Linked DNA regions of Mus musculus: region 2 is linked to region 1. The links are chromatin contacts, called in public promoter capture Hi-C maps. All regions are on one chromosome and are shown on one strand. Each heading gives the region's core, a stretch centred on a gene start, on an enhancer-like site or on the middle of the called end of the contact. The rest is flanking DNA. Distances are from core to core; before and after follow the strand shown.

Region 1 (4,518 bases), core at 1,411-3,910:
TTTACTTCTAAATTTCTTCTGATTTAGATCCAACACACAGTACATTTAAATTAGGGTGTGTATATGTATGTGGGAGAACAATGAGACATCTCAGCAGGTAAAGACATCCTCTGCCAAAGTGACAACCTGAGCTGGTGGTAGGACAGAACTGACTTCCAAAACTGCCCTCTGTCCTCCACATATGCAGACAGACACATTGGCACAGACATGTGCACACAGAGCCACCCCCACCCCAAAATGTAATTTTTTCTTGAATCTTGATTCTGTCATTTATTGCATTATTAGTTTCTCTTATCCAATTCCTGCCAACTACAACTTTGATGAGTAAAATCACACAGATCTTCCTTTACTTTCTGTTAAAGATACAAACCCAGAGCTGGGCGTGGTGGAGCACGCCTTTAATCCCAGCACTAGGGAGGCAGAGACAGAGGCAGGCGGATTTCTGAGTTTGAGGCCAGCCTGGTCTACAAAGTGAGTTCCAGGACAGCCAGGGCTATACAGAGAAACCCTGTCTTGGAAACAAAACAAACAAAAAAACAAAAAAACAAAAAAATCAAAAACCAAAAAACCAAGATACACACCCAGGCAAGACACGATACTGGAACTTTCCAACTAAAGTCTACAGTCAATCTCTCTCCAGTAGTAACTTAAACAACTACAAGACCAAGAAATCTACCTTTATTCCTGTTACCAATGGAGGCTTACAGATCACACATTTATACAATAAGAACAAGAATCGAGTATAGTGACATAAACTTGTAACTCTAGCACTTGAGAGATAAAGGCAGAAGGATCAGGAATTCCAGATCCTCCTCAGCCAGGGAGTTCCAAGGTCAGCTTGGAAAAGACTAAAAAGAGAAAAACAAAACAAAACAAAAACAACCAACCAAAAACCTAACCAACCAACCAATTATCACCAAACAGTACTTATTGCTAATTGGTAAAATTATACTGTATACTTTCATTAATTTCTCATATTACTCTGCATTCTGTTTTTTGTTCCACTGTACTCCCTCCTTCTAAAGGCTGGTGGTAATTCACTAAAGTGATTTTTCAATCTACTGATGAGACCTGCAATAAGCAAAACAAAGGCTGGAAATTAATCTGTAGGGTCTAGTAAGATGGCTCAGAACACTAAGAAACTTCCCAGCTGCCTCTCAGAGAACCTAAGCTAGGTTCCTAGCACTCATGTCAGGAGGCTCCCAACTCCATGTGACTCTAGCTCTGGGAGTTATGACATCTTCTGGTCTCAGAACACTGATAAGCATGTGGTAGGCACATGCACACTGTAGGTTACACAACATATATATACTTATACTAAGTAAATAAATAAAATTTCTTTATAAGTCAATCTGAAAAGCTTTGACAGCTTTCTTATTCACATGCTAGACTTCTCAAACTGTTACAATGCAAAGAATTCATATAACTTGAGATTGGAAATTATGGTTACATATTACAAATTATTATTTATATGCAATTATAATACATAACTGACTGCTTTCTCTAACTTTTAAAATTAATATGGATTTACCATTTTAGTCCTATCTCAAATGATTCATAGATATATTAAAGAATTAAAAGCTACAGTTATAATTTTAGAACCAATTTCAAAACGTGAATTTCAACGATTTACAAACAGTATATGTAATTTAATAAGAAATAATTTAATAAGTATAACTTAATAAGAAAAGTTAACCAATTTTCACATTTAAAAATGAAAAACAGGGTTGATAGATGGATGGCCCAGCAGTTAAGAGCACTTGCTGTTCCTGCAGATTGTCCAGGTTTAATTCCCAGTACCCATACCTTGGCTCACAACGGACTCTAACTCCAGCTCTGGGAGTTTTGACACTCTCGCTTAGTGTCGAGAGACACCAGACTCCCAAACAGTACATACACATATTGTAGGCAAAATACTTGTACACATAAAATAAAAAAGTATGACAAACTGGGCCAATGAGATGTCTCAGTGGGTAAATACGTATGCCAACAAGCCTGACAGTGCAATCCATAGAACCCAGAGAGTAGAAGAACTCACTCTGGCAAGTTGTCCTCTGACCTTGACATGTGCAAAGTGAGACATACATACACATATAATAAACCAGAACAGAAATAGTTTTTTTTTTTTTTTAATAATGAAAAAGTATCAGTCTTCAAGAAACTACGAGGGTAAACTTTACTTGCTCTGCCACAAGGCTGTGCAAACACAGTCCATATGATTATGAACAAACACCATGGTCTCACCCACATTTTTGTAAATAAGAAAAGCAAATAGCCAACCCTGCCCTTTAGAAAGCAAATTCCTGAAGAAGAACGCAATATTCAAGCTTGTAACTGTAAACAGAAGAGAAAAACCTGACACAAATCTCAAGTATGGCCAGACAAAGGTACCTTTTGGAAAATTCCCTTTAGGGTGAAAAACTAATGATGTGTTAGAAATTTGGTGGCTTTAAAAAATTATATTTGTAAAAGTAATTTCTAAATTTGCCCTTAGTTATTACTCTGATAAAGAACTATATTTTGAAAAAAATTTAAACTCACAGCTTTAAATGTCTACAGAATCAGATATATAAACCTGGGAAATCACTCTCCTTCAAGGTCTGGCATTACTATTTTTGTTCTGGCCAAACGCCCACAAAAGCACAAACAGACTGCAGAGCCAGTCCAAGCTGCACCACCATAGTTGGAGATTTGCAGGTTTGTTTTCTTTGTAACTGCCCAAAGGCTGTCAAATAGTAGTATTTAGTGTAAATAAACTTTTTTCAGCAGAAATATTTGGAGGCAGACTGCACAACTGCATGGCACTTCAGACTGCGGGTCCTGTAGAAGAGCAGTTCCCAACCTTCCTAACACTGCACACCTCTAATACAGTTCCTCATGCTGTGATGGCCCCAACCATATAAAGTTATTTTGTTGTTCCTTCATAACTATAGTTTTACTACTAGATAATATAAGTATCTGATATGCAGGATATCCTGATATGCAACCCTCAAAGGGGTCGTGACCCATAGTGAGAACCACTGATGTAGAACATTCTATGAAAGATGACCTTTCTTCTACCCAGAAACCATAGCCTTTCTAGCCTCTTTGTCAACACATTAACTGGCTTATGAAGGCTTGGTCTTAGGTTGAGAAAAGAGCTCTCAATGAAACAATGAGGCTAAATAGTGTTTAACATCAGGGAAGCAACTAGACTGCAGCTGTCAACTAGCTGGCAGGATCATACAGAAAGTGGCTGCATGTGCTTTTAGAGGGAATGAAGATTCCCACCACATACCAACAACTCAGCTCATGGATCTAAAAAGATGAGATCATGATTTGAAGTAGATTATAAAGATAGGTACACACAGAACAGACTTAAAATCTATCCTAATGAAAACCTCATCAATACCAAGTTCAGAGGACAGGCAAGGCACACTGTATGCTAGAGGCATGCAGGCAGGCATCAAGGAGATGATGCTCCCTGAACTGGCCCTTAGACACTGATAATTTTGAAGGGAAAACCAGAAGATGTATTACAATTGGCTAAGAGCTGTATGCACAGTCTAAAGTCTGATATGGAAACAAATTATTTTGTAATTTTTTTTTCAAGTTCTGTGGGTAAGAAAGTATGGAGTGGAAAGGAAGGCAAAAGTTGAGAAGCCCAAGTGCTGTTACAGAATGGCCACATGCCTTTTTTTATTGCTCAAAGAACATTCCACTCACTCCTGATGTGTTGATAGCACAATACAGTCAAACAGGAAAATCTGCCTTTTCATCTGAAATCTGTATCTAAAATGAGGAAGCAATTGCTTTTTATAGCCACGGGAGCACAGCAGCTGAGAGACACCCCAACCAGGAAGAGCTACTTACATTGAAAACTTTCGGTCCTCTACACATTTTCCACATAGAACTTAATGTTTCCTTCACTATTTCCAAAGTGGAATGCTACCAAGTGACTACAGAGGCTGAATCCCCGAGCGTGCACACAAAGGAACAATTCAACCACACAGATATCACCCAGATGCAGATACCCCACATCTTTCATCTTGATTGATTTTCTAATTTCTTATTTTATTTTCTAGTTTTTTTTGATACAGTCCCACAATTTCCCTGGATCTCAGAGATGCACTTGCCTCTGACTCCAAAATGCTGCGATATAAGGCATACATCATCATGCCCAGCATCTTCTTGATTTTTTTTTTACCTCCTCCAAATATTGAGAGTATTGCTAACTGAAGTGTCAGAATCACAGTGGTTTGAACAGAAAGTTATACTGATTAAAACTGGATGGATTCCTACAAGTGTTCTTGGAGGGAAGCAAATAGGGTGAACTTGTTTCAAAATCATGGGAGATGAATAATACAAGTGCAGAAGCATCTTCAGATAAAAATGGCATTAGCTATGGTGATGAAAGCAGCTTTCAAACTTTGTGGTAGCTGGGTTCTGGAGTAAGAGGTGAGTCTGCTCCAGTCGTACCACCTCGTCCCTACTGTTTAGATAATGGACTTGGATGTCACAGGTAGAACCTAATCTGTA
Region 2 (4,406 bases), core at 341-2,840, 210 kb before region 1:
TACCAAGGGCTGCTCCAGAGGACAAAGGAATATTTCCTCCCTACAGTATCGTCAGATAAGATGGACGGAAATGGATGAATGAAGTACTAGGCATGGAAGGAACAGTCAATGGTCACTTGTCTATCTTCATTATCCTCAGTGGTCTGGAGCATCCCAGCTTTCCAACTCCACTTGAGTCCCCTTGATACTGTCCAAAGTTTTGTCTCTCATTGGCTATCCAAGAAGATGGAGACTTCTTTTTGACAGCTGGCCAGCCATTTAATATTAGGCAGAGCTAAACTAAATTAAAATGATGGCTACAAAATACTGTTTTTACATTTTTGGTTTGCTTTATACATTGCGCAGACCCTTTTCTAGTATCTTCTGTGGGAAGGGATGACAAGCAGAAATATAGGATGCCTATTTGGAACAGATACTAAGGATTATAACATTATTTGTGGCTTATCTGAAGTTAGGAGTTAGTCAGGAGTCCTATATTTTGATCTAGCCATCCTCTCTGTAGTCCAAGGTCAGATCTCTTAGGGTAACATGGAAAGACAAAACAAAACTCCTATCTTCCATCTGACAAACAGAAACCCCCAATTCTCTCAAAGGCTGTACCATAGTCATCTACCTCCATCACCCTGTACTATCTTCTTTGGAGTGGTCTGGCCTCTCGAATAACCAATAAAAGGTAGCCAGAAGGCATATCACTGCTTCCTTTCTTTTAGTCTATATTTGCTTTTAATTTCTGAATGGATACTAACTGACTCCTAATGAGAGGGTCTCCCCCCATGGAGCCGTAAATGTTAGTATGTATCCATGGCTGTTTGCAGCGAGACCTGAGATGCTACAGAAGGACATAGCCTAGGGATTCTACTCTCTCATAAAAATCATCCTCTTGGCCGGGCGTGGTGGCACATGCCTTTAATCCCAGGACTTGGAAGACAGAGGCAGGCGGATTTCTGAGTTCGAGGCCAGCCTGGTCTACAAAGTGATTTCCAGGGCAGCTAGGGCTACACAGAGAAACCCTGTCTTGAAAAACCTAAGGGGGAAAAAAATCATCCCCTCCACAGCTTATAAACTTAGCCCCGGGCAGCATGCTGACTATACACCACCACCACCAGACTGGAGCCCACCTCTGGTAGCTCTGGGACTCTATCAGCAAGAAGGCTAGAACTGCCTTAAAGCAGGAAGTCCGCCCACCTGCTTTCCTGCTTGGAAGAATTGGTTTAGGTTCCATGGGTACCAGGAACGGAGATGAGGCAGGTTTCTCTGGAGGCGGGAGAGGCTGTGGTGTATGCTGTTGCGGTTTAGGCTCAGGGTTAACTTGGTGTGGTGTGGTGGACTCCTGGCAAGGCTGTGGCTTAGATGGTGGCGAGGCGGGCTCTGGACATGACGGCGGGGTTTCTGAGCTGGGCTGCTGTGAGGAATCGGAGCTAGTCTGCGGTGAAATGGAATTCCTGCGGCGCCTGGAATCAGACTTTTTCTTTTTGACCTTCTTCATGGTGATCCTTCTAGAGTAACACCGTGGAGCTACATGGAGCTGTGAATTTCCTGGCTCCCTCCCTAGGTAGGCAGTCTCCCCTGTGGGTATGTCTCTGATCTTTGACCACAGCAAGGTCCCACAGACAAGAGTCACCCATACCTCCTGTGAGGTCACAAAAGCCAGGCTGGCCCCTGTGGCTAGGGCTCTGGCACCGGTTTCCTCTCCCAGGGCTTCCTGCTTGAACCGGCAGGAGGCAGCAGCTGCCTTGTTCCTCCATGGTCTAATTAAGACAGTCTTTGGGCCTAAGAGAACTGGATCCATGATTATGTGACCAGAGCCTCAGGCACCTTTCGGCTGCACGTTCCAGGGTCCGTGAGAGCTACTTTTTATTCGAAGACATCCTGAATAGGAAGGATTCTCAGCTCCGTTGCTGGTTTCTACGTGTCTATCCCCAAACACAAACATTATGGTTAACATTTAGGGAACTTTCCTGAAGATTTGACTTCCTTTTTTAGCATTTTACCTCCCACAACCCACTGCCTTCTGTCATCTCTGAATATATGTGAACACGAGTGCTTGCTTGTATGAGTGTGTGTGTATGTCTAAACTTTTATAAGAATCCTCGAATTTGGCCAATTCTACCTTAAGCCAGTTCTCAGAAAACGAAAAATTTCTCAAATTCATTTCATTGGTATTACCTCCCAAAACACTGGTTAGGTCAAACAAACTATGAATCTCTTAACAATTTAACTTCCATTTTAGGGTGGAAGAGTGAAAAGTGTTTTGAAAAGATAGCCTGTCACACATCACAATAGAAAAGTGCGTTCCCAGAAAGAACTTCCTCCATGAAGTAGGTAAGCTGCGTGGGTAAAGTACACCTGCCCTACTCAGACACCAGAAGCTGGGGAAGGGGTGAGGATGCAGTAAGGAGGGTGGAGGGAGAGCGAGTGAGCCAGAAAGGTCCTAGACAAGCTACACACAAAGGCTAGACCAGATGTCAACAGTGAAGTGAGAGAATCTATTTTCAGGCTTCTAGAGCCAGCAAAGACTTTGCTGACTATTATTATTATTATTACATTATTGTCATCACTATTATTATTATCCCAAAAAGGATATTGATGTTCAGAGAAATTCAGTTATATAAGTACCTCCCAAACTAAATCCCCATTTCTAGTTGATTGGTGACACACTCAAGATTAAGTTCTAAAGGGTTATTTTTCTTTATGACCCCAGTAGGCAATGGGGAGTCAGATTATACAGACTTTGAAATTAAAGAATTGGAAAAAAATTAAGTTTCTTGCATGAGAAGATTAGAGAAAGATATGGGTTGGGAGTGCAGCTTAGATCAGTATGGCTCAGGCTGTGTCTGGTTGGTTTGGAGCAAGGCGGTTCAGTGGGTAGGTGAATCTACAAGAAGCTGGCAGTTTCTGAGGTCAAAGATCTATGGGCCATTTGAAGGGATGACATTCAGAATCAGGCTGGAACCTTTTCAGTGACTGCTAGACTTTGACTGATGAGCATAACCTGATTGAAATCAGTTTCTCAGTCTCAGTCCTGATTGACACTATGGGCTAGATAATATCTTTTGGAGGAGGCTGTTCTGTGTGTTATAGGAAGCTCTGCAGCCTCTCTGGCTTTGACTGGCCAGCACCCCATCAGTGTAAGGAAAAGAACATCTCCAGATGTGGCTAAATATGCCCAGAGCTTGGAGAAGGTGTTAACATTTTTCCTGGTTGAAAACAACCGGTTTAAACGAATCTGATGGGACAGGAACATATTTGGGTAGAATTTAAGTAGCCATGAAATAGCCAGTTCATTTCTCCTTAAAGGGATGCCACAGGGTATGGGACACACAAGCTTGTGTTCTGGGAGATAGAGGACAGAATACAGGTTGAGGAATGTTTGTACCATTAAGGAGAAATGGTTCAGAAGCAGGGAGAAATCCTCATAAGAGTTTCCTGCCAAGAACTGGCTCTTCTACATCACAGTCACAGTGCACTTAGCTTAGGCTTATGTCTAGCTTTGTCTTAGCTTTCATTCCCCTTGCCCTAGATTTGGGCAAGGAGAGCCAACAAGTTTCAGAATCGATAGAGAGTGAAAGGGGAAGGATGGGGCCCTTCAGAAGACTCTAGGCAGAAATTTTCTTACTAAGAGGTTGTTGCCAAAGACAGGCTAGGATTTTTGTAGTCCCCGAGGAGAGTCTCAATTGGAATGGGCTCATCAGTGGGGACTTTTTAAACCAGAAGCCTTGTCATGTGGTAGTGAGTTTAAAAGGTTGGAGGTTAGGTAGCAAGGATAAGACTTTGAGTGTGATAATACCATGCCCCATCAACAACAGTCCCTTAGGTTCTGGCCTTTCAGGGTGTTCTGCACACTAGAGTGAGTGTGTCACCATCCATCCCAAAGTTAGCCTCTACGTGCTGAGTCTGGTCTGGCATCAAGCAGTCCTTCATCCTTGCATGTCATGTGGTAGGGGAATGGGTCTAACTAGAGAGAGATAGCTTGCTGTGGCAACTAGCTGAAAGGACAGCAGAGCCTCTGTAATGGAACATCGAGGTGCCTGTGCTCAGAACACTTTTCTGGGTCCTATGCTGTCCCAGGAAGGGGCTTCTGGAAACAGAAAGTGCCCAAAGTCCATGTTAAGAACATACTGCTCAGTGACTCTAGGCTACAAATTAACCCTCCGGGGTCACAAGTTTACTAGGGGCTTTGAGTAAAAAACACAGTGGTAAAAGCTAGTTGACTCTTTTGAAGTCCCAACCTTAGAGAGGTGCTGTGAAGACTGGAGGTGAAGAGCCCCTCGCACAGTGACTGGCTCACAATAGGCTGCTTTTATTGTCATTCTATCCCCTGGAGAAGTAACAGACTAGAGAGTCCCCTAAGGAACTTGGGAATGGCGTTAGTGCATTTGGAGAGGAGGAGGATGGGCTATTACAGG

Evidence for each region. Promoter capture Hi-C pulls out the DNA fragments that hold promoters and counts their contacts.
Region 2: a contact with region 1 is called in a promoter capture Hi-C map of liver, with 2.5 times the contacts expected there. The contact joins the promoter of Spata3 here to the enhancer-like site in region 1. A contact is called at or near these places in 7 of 39 promoter capture datasets (the C10 cell line, cranial neural crest, embryonic stem cells and 3 more), 2 of 115 datasets of contacts at active chromatin or transcription factors (embryonic stem cells and stem cell-derived neural progenitor cells) and 2 of 9 other capture datasets (adipose tissue and liver).

What each region holds. Positions count from the first base shown.
Region 1 is chr1:85,808,708-85,813,225 of GRCm38.p6, reverse strand. All of the region lies in intron 1 of Cab39 (calcium binding protein 39), which reads right to left. Among named protein-coding and RNA genes, the nearest start is that of Cab39, 18 kb to the right of the region's middle. Within about 2 kb of position 2,660, at least 40 of the 459 cell types and tissues checked have an H3K27ac peak or open chromatin away from gene starts, as enhancers often do. A contact at or near this core is called in adipose tissue and liver, where this site is marked.
Region 2 is chr1:86,019,129-86,023,534 of GRCm38.p6, reverse strand. It overlaps Spata3 (spermatogenesis associated 3), which reads right to left and starts at 1,590. Exons shown (of 4, transcript NM_001122732.2): 1 at 1,186-1,590. The coding sequence starts at 1,486.